Regions from separate parts of the Mus musculus genome. Here region 2 is linked to region 1. The links are chromatin contacts, called in public HiChIP or PLAC-seq maps. All regions are on one chromosome and are shown on one strand. The core of a region is the stretch at or near the end of the contact, and the rest is flanking DNA. Distances in the headings are between cores, read along the strand shown. Region 1 holds the start of Uggt1 (UDP-glucose glycoprotein glucosyltransferase 1). Region 2 overlaps Arid5a (AT rich interactive domain 5A (MRF1-like)).

What was found. HiChIP or PLAC-seq counts read pairs in DNA pulled down with a chosen protein or histone mark.
Region 2: a BATF HiChIP or PLAC-seq map of CD8 T cells shows a contact between it and region 1, with 5 read pairs. The contact joins the enhancer-like site here to the promoter of Uggt1 in region 1. A contact is called at or near these places in 1 of 15 datasets of contacts at CTCF or cohesin (large pre-B cells), 2 of 484 Hi-C or Micro-C datasets (embryonic stem cells and female germline stem cell-derived STRA8 germ cells), 4 of 115 datasets of contacts at active chromatin or transcription factors (CD8 T cells, embryonic stem cells and pancreatic cancer cells) and 3 of 9 other capture datasets (adipose tissue, liver and pancreatic islet).

The regions. Positions count from the first base shown.
Region 1 is chr1:36,241,619-36,246,757 of GRCm38.p6, forward strand. It overlaps Uggt1 (UDP-glucose glycoprotein glucosyltransferase 1), which reads right to left and starts at 2,684. Exons shown (of 41, transcript NM_198899.2): 1 at 2,452-2,684. The coding sequence starts at 2,509. Gm39625 (a long non-coding RNA gene) reads left to right here and starts at 2,691. Exons shown (of 2, transcript XR_865343.3): 1 at 2,691-2,865.
Region 2 is chr1:36,323,074-36,328,212 of GRCm38.p6, forward strand. It overlaps Arid5a (AT rich interactive domain 5A (MRF1-like)), which reads left to right. Exons shown (of 7, transcript NM_001172205.1): 7 at 1-956. Among named protein-coding and RNA genes, the nearest start is that of Arid5a, 18 kb to the left of the region's middle. Within about 2 kb of position 2,593, at least 76 of the 459 cell types and tissues checked have an H3K27ac peak or open chromatin away from gene starts, as enhancers often do. A contact at or near this core is called in CD8 T cells and pancreatic cancer cells, where this site is marked.

The sequences.
Region 1 (5,139 bases), core at 1,434-3,933:
GAGCATTGGATCTCCTGGAGTTAGAGTTCCGGGGGCTGTAAACTATCTGTTGTGGGTGCAGAGGACAGAAATCAGTCCCCTGCAAAAACAGTACACGCTCTTTCTCAACAGCTGCACCATGTCTCCCGCCCCACCTTGCAGTATTTTACAGAGAAAGTATACACCCTTGCTATGTCAGCACCACTGCAGATGGGAACAAGATGAAAGCTATACAGTAAAGAGCAGCTTTGCAAATCAGACCCCACACTCCACCTCATAAGTGACCTGTCCAGAGAAACAGGGAAGGCCCTCTCTGAAGCAGAGAATGCTGTTTGAGAACGCTTTCTTTCATTATATAAGCTCCACTAGCACTCTGACTCTAGTGGGCCTTTTGAGCTGCTTATGAAGATAAATGTTCTGAGTTGACAGCCACTGAAAGGGCAACGCTGGCCAGCATGGCGGACAACCAGCCGGCATTCTAACAAGTTCTAGGCCCGAGTCTACGAGCAACCAACCATGAGCCCCTAGAGCATTTAGACTAAGGCCCGTTGGCTGATCCACAATAAAATATTAAAACCGAACGTGACAGGTGTGTGCGACAAACGCTTTCACTTTCCGGAAAGCAGAGCAGGCTCCCTGATTCTTAAGTTACCACTAAACTCCTCCTTTCTCTTTCAAAACGGGTTCTTGTCATGACCTAGCACGGGACAACCTTGAACTCCAAATCCTACTGTCTCTACCTCCCTCCCAAGTGCCGGGGGCTACAGGAGGGCACCATCACAGGCCCAGCTGCCTTGTTATTTTTAAAGAAAAGTTAAAGAACTCTTAAAAAGAAAAAAGGCAAAAAATAAAAAAAGACAAAACAAATCTGCAACTATAAATCTACCAGACTGAGTTTCAACGCGCGTGTGTGTGTGTGTGTGTGTGTGTGGTGTATAGCAAAGAAAAATAACAGGAAACACCCAATCCAAGTGAGAAGAAATTAGCTAAACTTGATACATCCATCCCTATTAGCTCTTCTCTGTGAAACATCCATTTGATTTCCACTCCAACAAGTTACTATTCATATGAATGCAAAGGATTGGCTCCCACCAGAGACGTTCTAACTAAGGTTTCTCCTTAGCTCCATCTATTCCCCAATAGTTAAATGCACACTAAGATACCCTGCTACTTTACAAAGTATTGTTTTACCTCTTTTAATAAAATTTTGGGTCCGGGGAGATGGCTCAATGGATAAAGGCAATAGCTACAAAGCCTGAAAACTTGAATTCAATCCCCAGACCCCCATGGTGGAAGGAGAGAGCCATCCTTTAAAGTTGTCTTCTGGTCTCTACATAACAAATTCATATTCTCTCTCCCACCTCTTGATATAGACAAACAGTCAGACAGAGAGACAGACATTTAATTTGTGTCTCTATATCTAGATCCTCTCTCCCTTTCTCTTCCTCCCTCAAGAAAGCAAAAAAGAAAGTTTTAGCAAGATGGCTCTGTGGGTAAAGGCTCTTGCCATGCAAGCCTGGTGACCTGAGATTGAGCCCTAAAAAGAAAGCCACACAGAGGTGGATGGAGAAAGCTAACTCCACTAAGTTGTCCTGTATACACACAACAAAATCTAAGTAAACAAAATAAAATTTTTTATTTAAGAAAGAAAAGTTTCAGCTAAGTTTACCAAAAACAAGTCAAGTGGAAAGGCTACAATCTGCTCCAGTTTTGTAGTGTTAACTAGCTTTGTAAAATGTCTCCAAGCAGATCTGGTGGTGGCCGGGATTCCAAGGGTAGCCTATGATCCTGAGACCCTACCTCCAAAGGGGTAGGACAAGCAAACAGACATGACTATGTCTTCATGCGTTTGGCAGTGTACAAGGTATTACTAGGAAATAAAGAACTTTATACTACAATAAGCTTGCACGGGCACAGATGTTTCCAAGGCACTGCAAGGGCAAGATCATAGGTCTCAGAACAAACAAAACACTCTCTCCATTTCAAACCTGGCAACAAATGCAGAACAAGAGAGCTTTCAGCCCAGCAGCAAGAAGAGCTCACGATCACAATGTTTTGGAGATGCACAGATCACAAGCTAAAAGTGAAGTGAACCGTCCAATTTCACGCCAAGAGATCTTATCACCCACAGATGCATCACCTGAACTCAGAAACCTATAAAAACGCCAACTCGTTTCTCCAGAATCATGCAAAATGCTGATTCTCAACCTACTTAGGGTCAGACTTGGTCTAAAGTCCTGGGGGCGCTTCCTCCTCCTACACTTCAAACAGGGTCAGGACTGCTGGAGTGAGCCCGCCGCCACTCTGTCCCCAGAAGACCGCTGGGGACGACTTGAGGCGCTCGTGGAGAGAACACTGGAGGGAAAACCGAGTCAGAGTACAAGAGGAAGCCCAAGGTGACTCGGACTCACGGTCGCCTCCCGCGCTGGCCCCTCTCCTGTTCCCGAGGCCTCCCCACGCCACCCAAGGTACCTGTCACCCGCCGCGCAGCCGCGGCATCCGCAGTGTTCGCATCCCCCCGGCTGCACATGCCCGGGCCGCGCTTCGTCCACTCCGGTGTCTGCAACGACGCCTGGGCAGGGCGGAGCAGCGGCGATCGCCGGGGAGGCTGCGCCAGTGAGAAGCCGACACGCGCCTTTCCCGCCGCTCCTCACAAGCCGGTTTCTCAAAGCAATAACCCAGTTGCCAGCTGCCCCTGCACTTCCGCTTCCTAGAGGCGAAGGCAGGACGACTTCCGGCTATCGAGTGCGGCGGGGGTTTGCCAGAGAGTCCCGCAGCGGCCATGAAACCGGCATAAGACCCGCCCCTTCTCTCGGCCCCTCCCCTCTCCTGGTTGAGCCAGCTCGCCTCCTGAATTTAAGATCCTAGAAGACCCAGTTCAAGCAGGTGAGCTTCAAGGCGCAGTCCAACCGCCCCGGCAGATAGTTATTTCAACCTTTTTCTCCCTATTTTTATTATTTATTCCTCTCAAGTTAAATAAACGTACACAAACTCAAGACACAAAAAGCAGAAGAAGCTCATGCTGGGCGTGGTGGCACACACCTTTAATCCCAGCACTCGGGAGGCAGAGGCAAACGGATTTGTGAGTTCGAGGGCAGCCAGGGCTATACAGAGAAACCCTGTCTCGAGAAAAAAAAAAAAAAAAAAAAAGGCAGAAGAATCTCTGTGAGTTCAAGGCCCTATCTCAAAAGGAAGAAAAAGTTATAAATTTGTTTTAGAGTATGTGATGTTGGTTAATGCAGAGATCCATAACTAGTCAAACTGACTGAGACTAAATGATCTCAGCTCTGACTGAAACACCTATATCACCACCTCCAAGACCCAAGCAGCATCAGGGGAAAAGAAAGCAAAAAAGACAAAGGTTCTTGCTGCTAAGCTGGAAACCTAAGCTCAATTCCCAGAATACACCGCAAACGCCAGGCACGGGCTGCGGAGATGACTCAGTAGACAAAGTATTTGCTGCCCAGATGTGAAGACTACAGTTCAGATCTCCAGGACCCCTGTAGAAATTGTAGTAATAGCTACCTGTAATCCCAGTTCTCAGGAGGCAGAGACAATTCCTCTGGCAAAGTGGCTAGCCACACTAGCCAGAATTCTTGAGCTCAAGAATTCTACCTCAATAAATACCGAGTGACTGGGGAAAATACGAAGTGTCAATTGAGCTTGTGTGCAGGCACACACATATATTCATACATACACACACACACAGGCATACATACGTGCATGCACACACACACATACACACACACACACATAACATACTAGCCAAGTAAACACTGGAGGTAGAGACAGGCAGAACTTTGGGTCTTACTGGCCAGCAAGCTACCAGCCAAATGGGTGTGGTTCAGACTAGTGAGAGACACTCTCAGAAAACCAAACTGGACATTGTCCTGAGAAATGACAGCTGAGACTAATCTTTAGCTTGCACACCCATGCACACACATGTGTACCAAATTGGAGACACTGACTTGCACACATGTGTGCCAACCTGGAGACACTCACACAGAGAAGAAAGAGAGAGAACGCAAGCACTGACCGTTACTCCAAATCTTCTCTCCGACTTTTGAAGTGGCACATTTGTCCTCTGAAATCAGTGCTCTGTAGATTTTTTTTATTATTATTATTATTATTATCTGTTTAATGTTGTGAGGGCAGGAGCGACATCTGTGCCTTTTATAGGTAGAACAGAAACAATGAGTCTACAACTTGGAACACTTGAGGTGAGTTAGTGGCAGAATTCAGGTCTCTACATGACCAGCGCTGCTCAACAGACATAAAGTGTCAGCCAGGGCAGGTGAGATGGCTCAGCAGGTAAGAGTGGCTGGCAACAAGTCAAGTCTATGGACTGGAGTTACACACATACCCACAAACAAGTAAAGTGTGGGCTACGTAAGCAATTTCATTTCCCCTTGTTAGCAGTATACTTCCTGATGATGGTGATTAAACCCATGGCTTCATGCATTCAATGTATACGCTTTACCACTGAGGCCCTATGCCCTAGCTCTTATGAAATGTAAAATACTCGAGGAGCTGACAGAGATGGGTCAGCAGCTCAGAGCACTTGCTGCTCTTGCAGAAGACCCACATTCAGTTCCCAGCACCCACATGGTGGCTCATACCCATCCTTAATTCCAGTTCCAGGGGACCTGGCAGCCTCTTCTGACCTCCGCAGGCACCAGGCATGTATATGGTCCACATGCATGCAGGCAGGCAAAACACTCATTAGGTGTCTTAGTCAGGGTTCCCTAGAGCCACAGAACTTACGGGTAGTCTCTGTACAGTAAGGGAATCTATTATGATGACTTACAGTCTGAAGCCCAACTCCCCAACAATGGTCATCTGTGAATGGAAGTCCAAGGATCCAGTAGTTTCTCAGTCCCTCTCAGTCCCACAAGGCAAGCAGGCAAAGATAGGGAATCTTCCTTCTTCCAGTGTCCCTATGTAAGTCTCCAGCAGAAGGTGTGGCCCAGATTAAAGGTGTGTACCACCAAGCCTTGATCTGGGACTTGCTTTGTCTCAAATGGACAGTGGTTAATGCTGAAACTCACAGCTGGTCAAAGTACAGAGAATAAATGTCTGTAACACTCAGCCGTGAGCGGGACGTACATATTACACCTTGTCCCCTAAAGACTTAGGAACCATTGAAGAAGGGACAGATTA
Region 2 (5,139 bases), core at 1,343-3,842, 81 kb after region 1:
CAGCCCTGGACTCTGGCAAGTGGTAGGTGTGGACACTGGAGACTAGAACAGAGTAGGGAACGTATCCTTGGAGATGGCAGAGTCAACATCTGGACACAGGTCTGGAGATGCTGCGGACACATCTGGCCAGCGTGTCTGTTTATACTGTGAGCAGAGTGAGTGTGGGGGCTGGGCTTGGAGAAGGGAAGCGAGCTAGGCAGTGATCACAGTAGAGCAAAGCCGTCCAAGGGCACAGCCAGGGCACAAGAGCTCGGGTTTCCACTTGACCTTAGCAGCGTGAGTATCATTGCACCTAGGAGGCCGGCTGGACACAATCTCAAGGCAAGGGACAACTAAGCACCACTCCAGTGGGAGCCGAAGTGGCTGCATGAAGGGCATCAACAGAGAACCAGGGAATGAAGTGGGGATGGGGGGAGGGAGTTGGGAACAGTGGGTAAGATCTCTAGACTGCAGATCTTGGTGTGCTGTGGGGACTTGATGGGGTGGGTGCACATGAGAGGCTTGGCTGAATCAGCAGCTATTGGTTGCTGGATGAGCTAGAGCAAGAAGGGGTCAACAGAGCTCAGGCATGGGGGACTTTGAAACAAGGGCAGCGGGCATGCTGGGTGGGCACAGCCGCCAGGGTAAGGTGTGTAGGCACAGGAAAGGAGGTGATGGGGCCTCAGCAAAAAACACAGCACAGGAGGCAAGAAGCAAAGGTTACCTTCCACATGAAGTTGCTGGGCTGGCCAGAGCCTTAGACTGGCAGAATAGACATTAGAGAAGGCCAGAGGCAATGAAAAACTTCATGGCTTTAAAGGAATTTTAAATCAAGAGCAGAGGCTGCCTGGCATGTTTAGATGTGTTTGTTTTCTAGTGTGCTGGATGGAACCCAGAGCCTTGGGTATGCTGGGCAAGTATCCAACACTGAGCTATATCATTTGGTGTTTTTTAAAAAAAAGAATTAACAATATTTGAAACATTTTCTCTTGAATAGCCGTTATTTCTGGCCACAAAGGATGACCTTCCGAATCAGGACCGGGGGTGGGGGGGGGAGCCCATCTATTGCCCATAGTCCTTCAGCTCCTCTTGTGTCGGACCATTAGGGAGCCAGTCCTAGCCAACTGCCCTGGTTCTCACCACTTGAGTCTTGACACTGCTCAGACACTAGGTGGCAGCTGCTGTTCTTCATGGTTACAGATCAAGACCAATTTCCTTAGCTAATGGCTCCAAGAATGTGGCTGCTCAACTCTTCAAAGGGCTTCTGGGCAGGAATGTAGAGCAATCGCTGATCTGGCAGGACCATCGAGGTGGGCAAATATGAGCACAAGCTCCCAAGACTAGGGCCTCACTCGCTGGGGGTTGTTCCTCCGTGTGTGTGTGTGTGTGTGTGTGTGTGTGTGTGTGTGTGTGTGTGTGTGACAGCCGGCTGGCTACCTGTGAGTCTCTGTGTCCTCTGTGATGCAGAATTGAATCTAGAGACCACTAATGAGCAGATGACTACAGAACACACTCCCCATCCTACCAGGGGGCAGCTCAACCTTTTGTGGGGAGCCTCTAGTCCTGGAAGCCACCTGGCCCTGACTGTGAAACTCCCCAAAGGAGGAAAGGCTCTGACATACAAGGAGAGCAAGGAAGAGGCGCTCCCAGTGGGTGTCTTGAAAGAGCAGCTACTTCCCGACCTTACCTTTCCTGAGGCTCTTTCCTACCTCTAAGGTTCTTGGCTTTCTGCTTGGGCCCTGGGGTAGAAAGGAACGGCCAAGAAGCTAGAAGCCAAATAGATTATGACCTATACTTTCCCACAGCCAGTGTGCCAGTGACAATCTTGGGTCCTTTCCTTGCAAGCAATAGAAATGAAGGCTAATGTAGACAAGAGAATTCCCGAGTGGCTCAAAGCATGAGGGACAGCCAAACCCTAGGCCCTGGAGGAAGGACTCAATGTGCATCCTGTGTCACTTGCTTTGCTGATCATCATAACCAAATAATTTCAGAAGTAACTTGAGAGATGGGAGGTTTTGTTGTCTTAGAGTTTTACAGCTGTGAACAGACACCATAACCAAGGCAACTCTTATAAGGACAACATTTAATTGGGGCTGGCTTACAGGTTCAGAAATTCAGTCCATTATCATCATGGTGGGAACATGGCAGCATCCAGGCAGGCATGGTGTAGGAGGAGCTGAGAGTTCTACATCTTCATCTGAAGGATGCTAGCAGAAGACTGGCTTCCAGGCAGCTAGGATGAGAGTCTCACAGCCCATACCCACAGTGACAAACCTACTCCAACAGGGTCACACCTTCGAATAGTGCCATTCCCTGAGCCAAGCATATACAAACCATCACATTTGTTGTTGCCTACATTAGCAGAGGTTTTATTTAGCCCATGGCCACTGGGTGGCAGAACCACAAGACACTGGAAGTTCTTTGTCTTAGGGTAGACAACTGGGGGAGGGGAGGCAAGGGGACAGGAGCAGGGAGAGGGAGAGGGAGAGAACACACAAACCAGGTATAACCTCCAAAGACATGCCCCAATGAGCTACCCCTGCAGCTCTGTTTAAGTAGTAATATTTGAGATCTCCAGAGTGTCTCCTGTCAGCAAATGTTCCCTGAGTTTGTGTCCACTCAGGGGTTAGACCACTAGCAGCAGGCCACGGGTGGGCTCTGTCTCTCACCTTCTCATGGGTTTCAGCTCTGGGTGACCCGTTAGAGGAGAAGCTGACTCTGGGTCTTGAGCTACCTGTGCTAAGGCTCAGAGAAAGTGTATGCCACATGGATCAGAATACTGTGTGGCACCAGGTGCACCCCCCTTTCTCTGGGACTTCTCTGTCTCATCTGTAGTATGGAAGTGAGTCATTTAACCCCAAGAGCCAGGGTATTTAGAGAAAGCCCTCTGTAAACTTAAGTCCTGATGAATGTGAGTCACTACTTCCCTTGCTAGCTTGGCCATGCCTTATCCTGTCCTTTACCTTAGCATTTTGAAACCCATGCATGTGTTCTGACCACTACCCTTTACCTTGCCTTCTGAGTCAGTGACTCTGACTTCTGGATAGTGTCTGGGTCAAGAATGGCAAGCCAACTTTTGTGGTTGTCTGCAGCTCTGGATTGACTCACTGCGAAAGTGATGCAATTGATTAGTAATGTCTGCCAAGGCCCTTGGAAGGGGAGTGGAGGTTCACCTGCCACATCCGTACCATTGTCTGGGGCTTGATGATGGGCTGTCTGATGCAAGTTCCCTGACCTCACTGCCACATCTCAGCCTGGCTCTGGTGGTTTCCCTCCCACAGGAATGAAGAATAGGGAAGCATCACTCGCTTGCACTGGGAGCCCAATCAAGAAAGCCTGGCTTGGATATGGGTTGCCCAGGAGCTACAGTTGAAAGCCTGGGTAATAGTCAGGGAGGGAACCTCTAGGGGAAAGCTGTTCAAAAGAGCTCAGAGGTTTACGGTCTTGCTTCCAAGTCTGACGGATTGAGTTTGAACCCCTGGATTCATGTGGTAGGACAGAAACAACTACTGGATGTTGTCTTCTGACCTGCATGTGCGCCATAGCATGCATGCCCCCCCCAACAAACAGATAAATGTAATAGAGAGGGGAGGGAAAATGAGAAGGGAGAAGCAAAGGAGGTGAACAGAAGGGGGAATGGTTCTTTCAGAGGTAACTAGGTGGGAGAGATGGGTGGGCTAAAGAGGTGGAACTTCCAATCATTGTACATTTGATATGGGGCTAATGGCCTTGGATGCATTAGGAACAAGTTAAAATAAGCCTGCCATACCCAGCTCTCATCAGCTCACTGCACTTAAGATGTGGCCCACAACTCTGTACTGTCCCCAGATTCAAACTCCAGTGTCTGCTTGGAAACTTCTTCCTTCCTCAGGCTTCTGGTCTCCCCCTCCCCCATTGCATCCACACTCTGCAGTTCCTGCCTGGGTTGAGCTCTGGGGTGTCCCCCCATCAGGCTTCTGGCAGTCACACACCCCCAACAGTTCTGGAAACACATGGGATTCCATCTGCCTGAAAACCATTCTCTCCTCCACTTGCATGCGTCCCCCATCTTCATCCTGGAGCCTCTTCCCCAGGAACTCTGGCTTCCCTCTTAGGTGCCCTCAAAGCATCTACCATTTCTCCACCCACATCTGCATCCCTGCACCACCCCACCCCACCCCGCCCTGACTTGGTTCTTAGGGGCAATCCAAGCTTTGTGTTCACTTCCAACTCCTGATTAGACCAACTGCCAGCTACAACCCCATGCAACAGGGGTCTATAGTCACTGTGAGTAGCACAAGTGCCCACTGGTGTGCATCACCAGTGTGAAACTTGCTGCTTTGGCAATTCCCAGAGGACGCTTTCATGTGCAGGGCCCAAAAGGCTTAGAAGAATGGTGACCCAGAAGAGCAACTCTGCTTCACCTCGGACTTAGACAGTCCCCACTCCGAACCCTTAGCTTTGGGAGAGGGCAAGAATCCACCCGACACTCTTCCTGCAAAACTATGGGCCATGCCCCATTCCTTGACCTGCTCTGCACACATGGAGACAAAGCAGGCAGTTGTTCTCTTTCAGGAACCTTTCTTTCCCTTTAGGGCAGGATCCATGGTTTTCCTATGTGTTAAAGCAGAAAAATGAGACTTGTGATTTGTCTGCCATTGTTATCAGTGTGTGTATGTACACACACCCATGTGGAGTGTAGGCACACCTGGACCATGAGACAAGTGGGGATCAAGGACAGTGTCAGGTGCCAGCCTTTGCCTTCCATCCTGCGTGAGGCAGGGGCTCTTTTGTATTGTCTCCTGCTGCCTTTGGCTAGCTGCAGCAAGCTTCTGGGAATTCTGTCTGCACCTCCCATTGCTGTAGGAACTCTGGGATTCAGATACAGGCTACTGCTGTGGTCAACTTTGTAGGCCTTCGGACTGACAGTCCTGCTAAATCCTCTCTGGTAGTGCACACTGGGCCTCCTTCATCGCTCATCTCCACTGTTTGAGCGTTGTGGGGCTGTCCAGGACTATGCCCTTGGTTTCAACAAAGGTGTTTGAAGTTGTCGTAATCATGTATCAGGGCAGGTAAAAGACAACCAGAGGAGCCAGGGGCTCGAGGGCACTTGTTTGTGGACATCGGGGAAATATGCAAGCCTGTATTATCAAGAAGCCATGTAGGGGGAATTCTAAATTA